2 separate regions of the Capra hircus genome follow, and region 1 is linked to region 2. A link is a contact called in public Hi-C data. All regions are on one chromosome and are shown on one strand. The core of a region is the stretch at or near the end of the contact, and the rest is flanking DNA. Distances in the headings are between cores, read along the strand shown. Region 1 overlaps CCDC69 (coiled-coil domain-containing protein 69). Region 2 has its middle 8.2 kb from the start of CCDC69.

Region 1 (4,738 bases), core at 39-2,538, 42 kb before region 2:
ACATCCAGAGCTGCCCCCAAGGCCCCTGGATAATGTGTTTGCACAGGTTTGGAGAAGCAGAGTCACATCTGAATACCTAGAAGGAGAAATGGTTGAAGCCCAGATCGAGGGGAATGAAGAAAGTGGTCTGGGTTGATGGAGGAAACCTCTGTTCCCATGACTTGACCTTTCCTACATGCTAGCCCCTGGGAGCTGGGGGACCTCAGGCAAGGCCCACTGGATCCTGTGATCTCAGTGTGCTCTCTGCTAAAGCTTGGAAAGAAGCTGCTTTGAGGATCTTTCACAGATGGGGAGTGAGGTGCATGTGCAGGCATTTAATCAAAATGCTTATACAGAGACGGGATTGTTACTGTCTCCAGATGACCCAGTGCTTCCTGAGAAGAATCTTGAATCCACAGATGGTCAGGCCTGGACAGGCCTGCCGAGGTTAGTTACTCCAGCCACCCCTCTGCACTGATGGGGAGGCTGAGGGCCAGGATCTACAGGCCTGGGGTCGGGGTGCTAGAAAGGACTGAGTGGAGAGCAGGACAGAGAGACTGGACAGGGTGGGGCAAACAGAGCAGGGAGAAAGACCACATCTCATACACGGCCTCCTAGACTTCAGGGAGGAAGACGAGGTACGCTCAGATGACAGATGAGCCCCAGTCCTGGCTCTGGGTCCCTCTCCCCGCCTCGGTTTCCTCATCTGCACGGGGATGAGGTTCCAGCTCTGGCTGTTGAGGGTACCTAGATCCACCAGGGGGCACCCGAGTCCTGACGGTGCTGAGGCTGTGGGAGCAGGAGGGTGGCAAGTGAGCCATGCCTGGTCCAGGAGGAGCAGCTCTGGCCTTAGCCCTTGGATGGACCAGACTCTGGGCCTGGGGCCGATGGTGTGCCCAGTGGGCAAGGGACTCCAGTGCCTCCCCACTTTAATTCACAGCGTGCGGTCCCCTTCCTCCCCTGCTGACCTCCAGCCCCTATTCTGACCTTCAGACAAGTCTAGAATGGAACAGTGAGTGACTCAAGGGCGGTCTGTTCAATTGCCCTAACTGGTTTAGAGGCTGAGGAAAGGTCAGGTGGGGTGAGGTGGCTGGGGCAAGTTAGGTCACTGAGGAGCCGGCAGCAAAGCTGACAAGTTAGGACCAGGGGCGTGTTCCCTCTTGGTTGGATGCCCAGTGTGGCATGGTAGCCCCTGGGGAAAGCCTCAGTGCTCCCTGACCTGAACAGAGAGAAGGGTTGGGGGAGCGGGGAACAAAAGGGTTCCTGTCGCTTGTCCCCTGCACGGGCTCGAGGGAGCGCGCTGCTTGGGGCCCAGGTGATTCTGTGTGGCCCAAGCCCCCAGGGCCCGCTGGGCACACACCCTGGCTCCCAGTCTCACTCCCGCCCTGATCCCCTCCTGGGAAAAGGACAAGAGGCCCCTGCTGCCTTCTCTACCAGGTCCTGGAGAGGAAGCTGTGACCGCAGGCGTCCTGGAGGCGCAGGCCCTATGTGGCCAGGAAGGAGACCTCAGTGGGGGTGACAGAGGCCAGCGGGAAGGCAGGGGCGGCGTCAGCCCCGAGGACCCGGTACAGCAGCTCCTCCTTCTCCTGCTGGAGCTGCCGCCGTGATTGTGACTCCTTCTCCAGGGCCTCACGGGCAAGAAGCAGGTCCTCCGAGAGCTGCCTGTGGACACAGAGCCAGCGCTGCCTGAGGGAACCACCTCTTGGGGCCTCCAGCAACTGCGAAGACCAGCCTATTCCTCCAGGAAGCCTGCCCAGTGGCCCCACTTGAAAAGGCAACTCCAGCTGTTGACCAAGGTGGCCCTCAGCTTTGGGTTCAGATCTGCTCCACTACTAAGAAGCATAATTCTTCCCAGGTATTCACTCTGGGAAAATCTGCAAAATGGGAATGCCAACAGGACTGGCTCTTAGAGTCATTATAATGATTAGGATTAGATGAGATAATATGTTGTCAACAAATTACATCTGACACATGATCTCATCTGTCATTGACTGACCCCTTACCACTGATTCAGTCATTCTTTTGGCCTCTTGAGCCCTAAGCTTCCTGTTCCTTCTTCCTGAACTGGGCTTTCCCATGGAGCCCACTCAGCTGGGATGGGGACAAACAGATATTAATCAGTCCTGCAACTTCTGTTTCCGGGCAGAGCTGGTCCCTTGGGATTCCTGACCCCCAAGCAAAGAGGAACCAGCATCCTCCCCCAGACAGGCTTGGGCCTCCTGGAGACTCTCCCAACTGAAGATTCACAAAAAATAAGCGGTGGGGATGGGAGGAGCAGGGTGTGGGAGCAACTACCTTGACACAGCCATCTGGTTGCGGCCTCTGGCGTGGAGGTCCTCGTTCTCCTGCTGCAGGGTGGTGATCTTCTCCTCCAACAGCAGATTTTTTTCTTTCTGTAACAAATCAGAGTGAGCTCAGAAAGCCTCCGGTACAACGTGTGCCATCACCTCCCTCTTATCCGTGGCCACCAAAAACACTGATTCACTTTAGACCAAATGTTACATTTCATGAGGCACTAAGATTACTTGGAACAATGCAACTAAGGCGTGAACACAGGACTGCCAACTTTTCACTTCGTCAGATGAGTATTAAAAAAAGAAGACAGCCACTACCATCTAAATCTCCATCAGTTCCCAAGAGAAAAAAAATAGTTTGGTTCTCCAAAAGACATAATTAAATACTGCATATAAATGTAAGTGTATCTGTTACGCTATTCCACAAAAAATGGTTGAACAAAATGGATAAGGGTCCACTGAAATGGTCTAACTTTAGGTCGTGTGGCACACAAGAGGCCAGGGAACTTCTTCCAGGACAATGCAACATAATCTATTTGGATGCAGTCCTAAGTCCCCCAAGGCCTTCCTTCTGGAGACAAAGTCATGGTGTCCCTAACGCCCACCACTGCCCAGGCCCGTCCTTGCTGACTCTGATTTCCCGTATCTGTCTGATTTTTTTTTTTTCCCGGTGTTGACTCCTTCCTCAACCCTTGCCAGACCTGTGACATCTGCCAGCCCCTTCTGGTTAGCCAGGCTACTTGCCCTGGTGTCACACAAGTGATAGCAACACTAATGGTCAAAAAGTACAAGACCAGGATGAGAAGGAGCCACTGCTGGGCCCAGACCAGCCCCAGTGACTCAAGGGCCAGCATGGGCAGGAGGTCAAAGCTGGTGCGGACCAGGCTAGGCCTTCCTCAGAGTATAATCAGTACCTACCCCCTGCACACATGACTGAGGAAACGCCCAGAAAGTGGAAGCACAAGGCTGCCTCCCCCAGCCCCCTTCCCCATCCCTCCATTCCAGCCACTGCCAGCCACGGACCACTGTCTCCATGAGGATCAGCCGCTTGTCCAGCTCATGGATTCGCTCGTTCTTCATCTCGATGACAAAGTGTAAGCTCTCCAGCTCCTGCTCCCAGAACTGGCTGAGGCTCCCGTGCTCCTAGACAGGAACACAGGGTGACCTTAGACCAGCCAGCATGGGGAGGGGCAGGGGAGTGGGGAGAGTGGGCTACCTCCCTCCTCCCCATTCTGCCCCCAACTGCGTTTGACAAGTCACCTCCCCCTCTTGGCCTGTGGCAAGCGCTTAACGTGCTGTATCTTACTCTATTCCAACAGTGCTTGCTGCGCTCGCACCATCACAGACAAGGAAACAGTGGTTCACGAGGTTAAGTTGCTTCTGCTAAGTGGTAGGTCTGCTCTTGGCACTTCACTCTGAGTCCAGAGCGTGAGCACTTGACCACCCACATGCCTCTCTCTGATCTTTACGTTCCCCCTCAGTGACACGGGGACACTGTTTCTTCCAGACCCTCATTAAGGTAAGAGCATCTGTTCTAGCCCCAACCTTGAAGAGGGACTGGCCTTTCCTGCTGCCCAGACCTGGACCTCTCTGGAGACTGAAGGAGGACAGGCTGTGGGGACCGCCACCTACCTGGATGTGCTTCTTGTAGTCTCGGCTCAGGATGGACTCCTCTGCCCTCTTCATCTTGGCCTGGAAGGCCTCCAGCTGTGCAGTCAGTCTGTCAATGGTCTCCTGGAGGGGGGAGCAGGCAGGAGATGATGCAAGCCTGGCTCATAAGGCTGGAGGTGGACTTCTCCACCCCTTGGGGAAGGGTCAGTGTTGGCTTCTTCAGTCTGTCTTTGCTCTACCAGCACTGCAGGCTTAAGCACAGCCCCAGCTCTCCATACCCTTGGGGACGATGTCAGGGTATTCAAGGCAGACTGGCATTCAAAGTGCATGCAAGCTGGGCTCAGCGTCCTTGCTCTGTCTCTTGTCTCACTGCTCCCTCTACATGCCTTCTCCTGCAGCCAACATCACATCACTCTTGCAGCTGCCAGGTACATGCCTGCCTCCATACTGCTCCCCTGTCAAGGATTTTCCTCCACTTAAACTTTGTCCATCGCCTCTAGGATACGGTACCCCCTTACTAGGGCTCACAGACACCCATAGTTTGGTCCCTGCTCTCTGGCCTCCACTGTTTTCCCCTCATGCTCTATACCCAGGCCTCCTGGACTTGTTTCAGTTCCACAGGTACTCTGTATTTTTTCCCCTTTCCTCCATGCATTTAAACACGTGTTTTTTGTTTGTTTGTTTTCTGCCAAGGCACTCTCCCTACCCTTCTTCATCTGAAAAATTCCAACCCACCCTCAGATTCCAGCTTAGACCTCACCCTCTCTAGAAAATCCCTGACCAGTCAATCTGGGTCAGAGGCCTTCCTTCATGCTTCCACGGCTCACTGCGCAGCCACCCACGGCTCTAATCAC
Region 2 (4,886 bases), core at 718-3,217:
AGCAGCAATCATCATTGCTTACTGCTTTCTCTGTTTAATGAAGTTTGGATGGAGTTCCGCAAGGGACCTCAAGGGGCTTCTTTGGTGATGCAGAGTAGGAGGGTATAGAGCGTCGCCAAGGGAGTCCAGGGAAAATTATTAATATGCATCACCTCTTTAAGTGGTTTCTAGGGTCTGCAGGCTGCTAGTAATGAACAGTAGCAAACCCTTCTCTTTTTTTTTTAACATCAATGGTTCTCAAATGTGATCTGGGGATCAGAAGCATCAGCCTTTCTTGGGAAATGGTTAGAAATGCAAATTTTGGAGCTCTGACCCAGACCAGCTGCCTCAGAAATTCTGGGTAGGGGACCCAGGAATCTGTGTTTTATGAATCCTCCAGATAACTCTGATGTGTGCTTACATTTGAACTGCTTTCAACCTTGTCTTCCTGACATCCATTTTTTAATGGGCACAGAGATGAGAGATTGAGTGGGGTCCAGGGCTGAGTCCATGAGTAGTGCCCCGTTTTCCATAATTTCTCATCTATGTCACCTGCTATGCAATCAAGATTTAAGCAACCCTTTTCTAACAGATAACTTGCCCTAAATCCCTCCTTCCTGGAAAATCTGGTGTTTCCTGCCCTTGATGCCTCCTTCCTTGCTCAACTCCAATGGGAGCATCTTCCCCACAGGGAACTAACAGGAGCGAGAATTAGAAGATGGTGAAGCAGGGACTGTTTTCTAAGTAAAAAATTGGAACACAGGATTTAGCAAAGGAATTTGTGACATGTACATTTTTTATTTACCTGATTCTATTCCCTTACTCTTTGCCAGCATACTGGAATTTCTAGGGCATCCAAATGGTTTATGGGGACAAGGAGGCAGAATATTTTGCAAACAGGAGTAACCCAGAACATATGAGAGATATGATCCGGCTCTAAGGCTTAAAACCTGTCTATGAGACTGGGAAGGTACGTAAATGAGGAGAGGCATAAGACAGGGATGGGGTATAAACCAGGGACCACATACCCCTCTAAAAGAAGCACAAGTGGATATGTTAGGGTGGATGGTGTTAGAAGGAAATGAAACCCCAAGCTGGCCTGACCTTCCAACTTTTCAGGAGAAACTAGAAATCTTGGGGGATTTTTAAAATCTGGTTTTTCTTTCCTCTCTCTCTCACACAAACCATCATGCAAACTAAAGAAAATATTTTCAGGCAGTTACATCTCTTCTAGTCTAGGTAGGCAGATAACGTAACAAGGGGTATGGAAAAATACCAGGGAAGCAAAAGGAGTAACCAACACTATCTGGGAGGAAAAGGAAGGGCAGGCTTCCCCAGGGATGTCACATTTGACCTGAGCTACGTAGACTAAGCAGGGATTCTTCTTATCAAGAAAGTGGGGAAGTATAGCTCTGTGAGGAGATGGCTGCATTAACTGACCTTCTTGCAATCTGTACATGTATAAAATGAAAAGAAAGTGGGGAGAACACGCCTGCCCAGTGCACAGTGCTGGGTGGGTTTTCAGAGGGGCCCAGCTGCTTTGCGTGTGTTCGGCGAGAGCAAGGAGTGTGGGGGACGGAAAGAGACCAGAGGACATTGAAATCTTGGCCAAGACGTTCTTACTTAATCATGTGGACAGTGGGAGTGGCACAATCGGATTGGGGTTATTATTCACGGTCCCTCTCGGGGCTCAGGTGGAGAGCTGACAGAAAGTGCTCTTCCGAAGCTCTCAAACATCTCCCGAAACTGTTCAGGAGGGAACGGGGGGGGGCGCTTCCCAAAGGCACTAGGGTCCAGAAGGCCTTCAGCCCCCCGGATTCGGCTCAGGCCCCGACCCCGCTGAGCTTGCAGCCAGAGATAATGTGGTAGGGAGGCGGGAGCTGCACAGAGGCTGAGCATGAGTGTCTGTCCGGGAGTAGGCGGGTAGGCGGGGAGCAGTTTCCTCTCTCTCGCCTAGGAGGCGGCTGTAGCAGCCGGCAGTGTTGTGGTTACCAGGGCCTTGGGTTACGGCACTTTTTTTTTTTTTTTTTAAACCGTTGCAATACCTTTTAAATCAGGGCCCTGGACAGGATCCAAGGACAGTAGCAGGACCAGTTCCTAAGATGCTTCTTAAAGAAGCAGCTGCAGAGGGAGGGATCTGGAACCTGGACTGCTGGGGGAGCCCGAGGTCAGGATGGCCTTGGAAGTTGGGCAAGGTGGGAAGGAGATCAGATCTTCAGCTCACCCCACTGCCCTGTGCCTTTTTCAGGGCACTTTTGCATCTCAAGCACTTGAAGATAATCAGTGTTCCTGGAAAACTAGATGCAGTGGGTAGAGCAATCAGGGATTGTTGGGGCTCCACCTCCTTGGGAGGAAAGACCTTCCAGCTGGTCCAAGATTCAGGGGTCCAGCTTGGCAGTGAGGTCCCCATTGAGGGAGGCTAACACTGGGAGGTAAAGCATGTTGGAAAAAGCACGCAGGGGCCTGCTGGGGTAGGGGTCCGGAGGGAATGGATGTCCAGATCCATTGTGATTGTGACTTGAAGAAGTCTTCGTTGTGGTCCCCTTTCAGACATGGGGACACCATCTGATGGCTCAGAGGGTTAAGAATCTATCAGCCTGCAATGCAGGAGACCTACGTTCGATCCCTGGGTTGGGAAGATTCCCTGGAGAAGGGAATGGTTAACCTACTCCAGTATTCTTGCCTGAAGAATTCCATGGACAGAGGAGCCTGATGGGCTACAAGTCCATGCGGTTGCAAAAAGTCAGACAAGACTGAGTGACTAATTTTTTTTTTTTCCAGACACAGAATTTCTTCCTCAAAGAAATCAAGATTGGCACCCAGGACACTTGCATTCTGGTACATGTTGGTGGGAATATAAAATGGTATAGTCGCTATGAAAAGCAGCAGGGAGGGTTCTCAAAAAATTAAAAAGTACAGAACTATAATCCAGCAATCTCACTTCTGGGTATATTTTCAAAAGAATTGAAATCAGGATGGTGAAGAGTTATTTGTACTCCTAATGTCCACTGTAACGTTAACAAAAGCCAAGATCTGGAATCAGCCAAAGGTCCAATGACAGATAAATGATTGTATGCATACAATCAAAGTTTAGTTAGCCTTTAAAAAGAAATTCTGCCACTTGGGACAACATGGCTGAACCTGGAAAATATTGTGCTAAGCAAAAAGAACCAGTTACAGAAGGACAAATACTGCATGAATCCACTCACATGAGGGATCTCAAAGAACGTCTTGGAAGCAGAGAGGAGTTCGGTGGTTCCAGAGATTCTGTGGAACAACACAGTGTCTGGAGTTAAGAGTAATATTGTGCACTTGGACATTGTTAAGAAGGTGGATCTCATGGTAAGTGTTCTTTCCACAAAAACAAAACAAACAAAGCCAAAAAACAAAGGGGAGCAAGGAAAATTTTGGAAGTGATGGAAATGTCTATTACCTTGATTGTGGCAATGGTTTCAGGGGTGCATGCTTATGACCAGACTCATTCAGTCATATAGGTTACATATGTACAATTTGTGTGTGTGTGTGTATACATTATACCTTAAGAAAGTTCCTTCAAAAAAGAGAGAGACTTTCATTCTAATCTTTAACTTGCTATTGGTTTCCATTTTTAACCCTGGATAATTCACATACATTCCCTTCTCAGGCCTCACATCCCCCCACCCCACACTTTACCCAGTGCCAGGCATGGAGTAAATTCTAGCAAAATCTGTTGAACAAATGAATGAATAGCTGAATTAGCTGAATTGGGTCCGAAGTTGGACTGGGATCAGCAGGCTTCAGGGGCTACCTGAACATCTTGAAATTACATTCACAACTGTACATGTATGAGCAATTCTGTTTTTTCTGGATAGGTCTGTAGCTTTAATCACTCTTGCCATAATTTACTGAGGATTTGTTATGGCAGGCTAAGGTCTGTACGTATTTTATCACATTTAATCTTCAGGAACCGTAATGGAAGTTGTGGACAGGGGTGGGAGGGGGTTACTATTTCTACTTTACTGAAGTGGAAACTCAGGTTTGGGGAGTGTAAGATCTTGCTTAGGGTCGTGTGCTGGAGTTGAACTCAGGTCCATCACACTTCACAGCGTAAGCTCTAAACCACCGTAGTAAATTACTACAGCTTCTCAAAGGGATCTGTGAGCCCAGAAGATGAAGAAAAAACATTCCAGGATCCTGGAGTTCTATTTCTCTGTGGGACTGTGGGGAATGGGAAGAAGGGTGGAGGTGGAGGAGGAAGCCAGCCAGCCAGCCAGAGCAGGACAGCACCCACGCCAGCAAGGGCTGCTATTTAGAGCAGCCCCAGAGCCCCCAGAAAGGATGATAAGGGGCAGGGCAGGGAAGAGCAGTTGTAAGAGGAGCGCAGGGAGGGGGGCTCTCTCCTCCCCCGTCCCTGCTGCCTCCAGCTCACTCTGTCGCCTGATGTCTAAATAAGGCTTAGAGGCACATTCTAGGCAGCTAAAAATAAACTCCGGCTCCCCCTCCTGCCCTTGGGCTCTGGCGACCTCCCCGGTCCCGTCAGGGCTCCCCTAGTCAGGACCAGCTCTCGGAGCATGCCAGTCTCGTCTCCCTGAGGACCCCAGGGTTTTGGTGGGAATGCTTCCCACGGCTAGATGACCTGGACCAGAAGTAGGACCCCAGGCACCAACTCTTGGCTCTGCCCTAGCAAACCTGGGCAAGTCTCCCTTCTCTCTGGTCCTCAGTCTCCCCACATGTCAAAAGCGAGCATTAAATGAATGATGTGAAGCCCTGGCATTTTTGAATGAATTTCAGGATCCCACACTTTGGGGTCAACTTCAGAGTGTGCTCACTCGGGTTTTTTAGGGATATCTGTCTTACAGACTTATTTTTAACTTACACAGTTTTTTATTATGGCCTGAATTCTCTCCCCATCCCTAACGATTTGAAAC

The links. Hi-C and Micro-C count contacts between places; a contact is called where the count stands out from the background.
Region 1: a contact with region 2 is called in a Hi-C map of blood, with 6 times the contacts expected there. The contact joins two enhancer-like sites. A contact is called at or near these places in 3 of 5 Hi-C or Micro-C datasets (all in blood).

The regions. Positions count from the first base shown.
Region 1 is chr7:47,963,136-47,967,873 of ARS1.2, reverse strand. CCDC69 (coiled-coil domain-containing protein 69) reads right to left here. Exons shown (of 9, transcript XM_005683187.2): 6 at 3,906-4,007; 7 at 3,297-3,416; 8 at 2,275-2,372; 9 at 1-1,641. The coding sequence ends at 1,464. Among named protein-coding and RNA genes, the nearest start is that of CCDC69, 33 kb to the right of the region's middle. Within about 2 kb of position 1,288, at least 2 of the 5 cell types and tissues checked have an H3K27ac peak or open chromatin away from gene starts, as enhancers often do.
Region 2 is chr7:47,921,577-47,926,462 of ARS1.2, reverse strand. No RefSeq gene overlaps it. Among named protein-coding and RNA genes, the nearest start is that of CCDC69, 8.2 kb to the left of the region's middle. Within about 2 kb of position 1,967, at least 4 of the 5 cell types and tissues checked have an H3K27ac peak or open chromatin away from gene starts, as enhancers often do.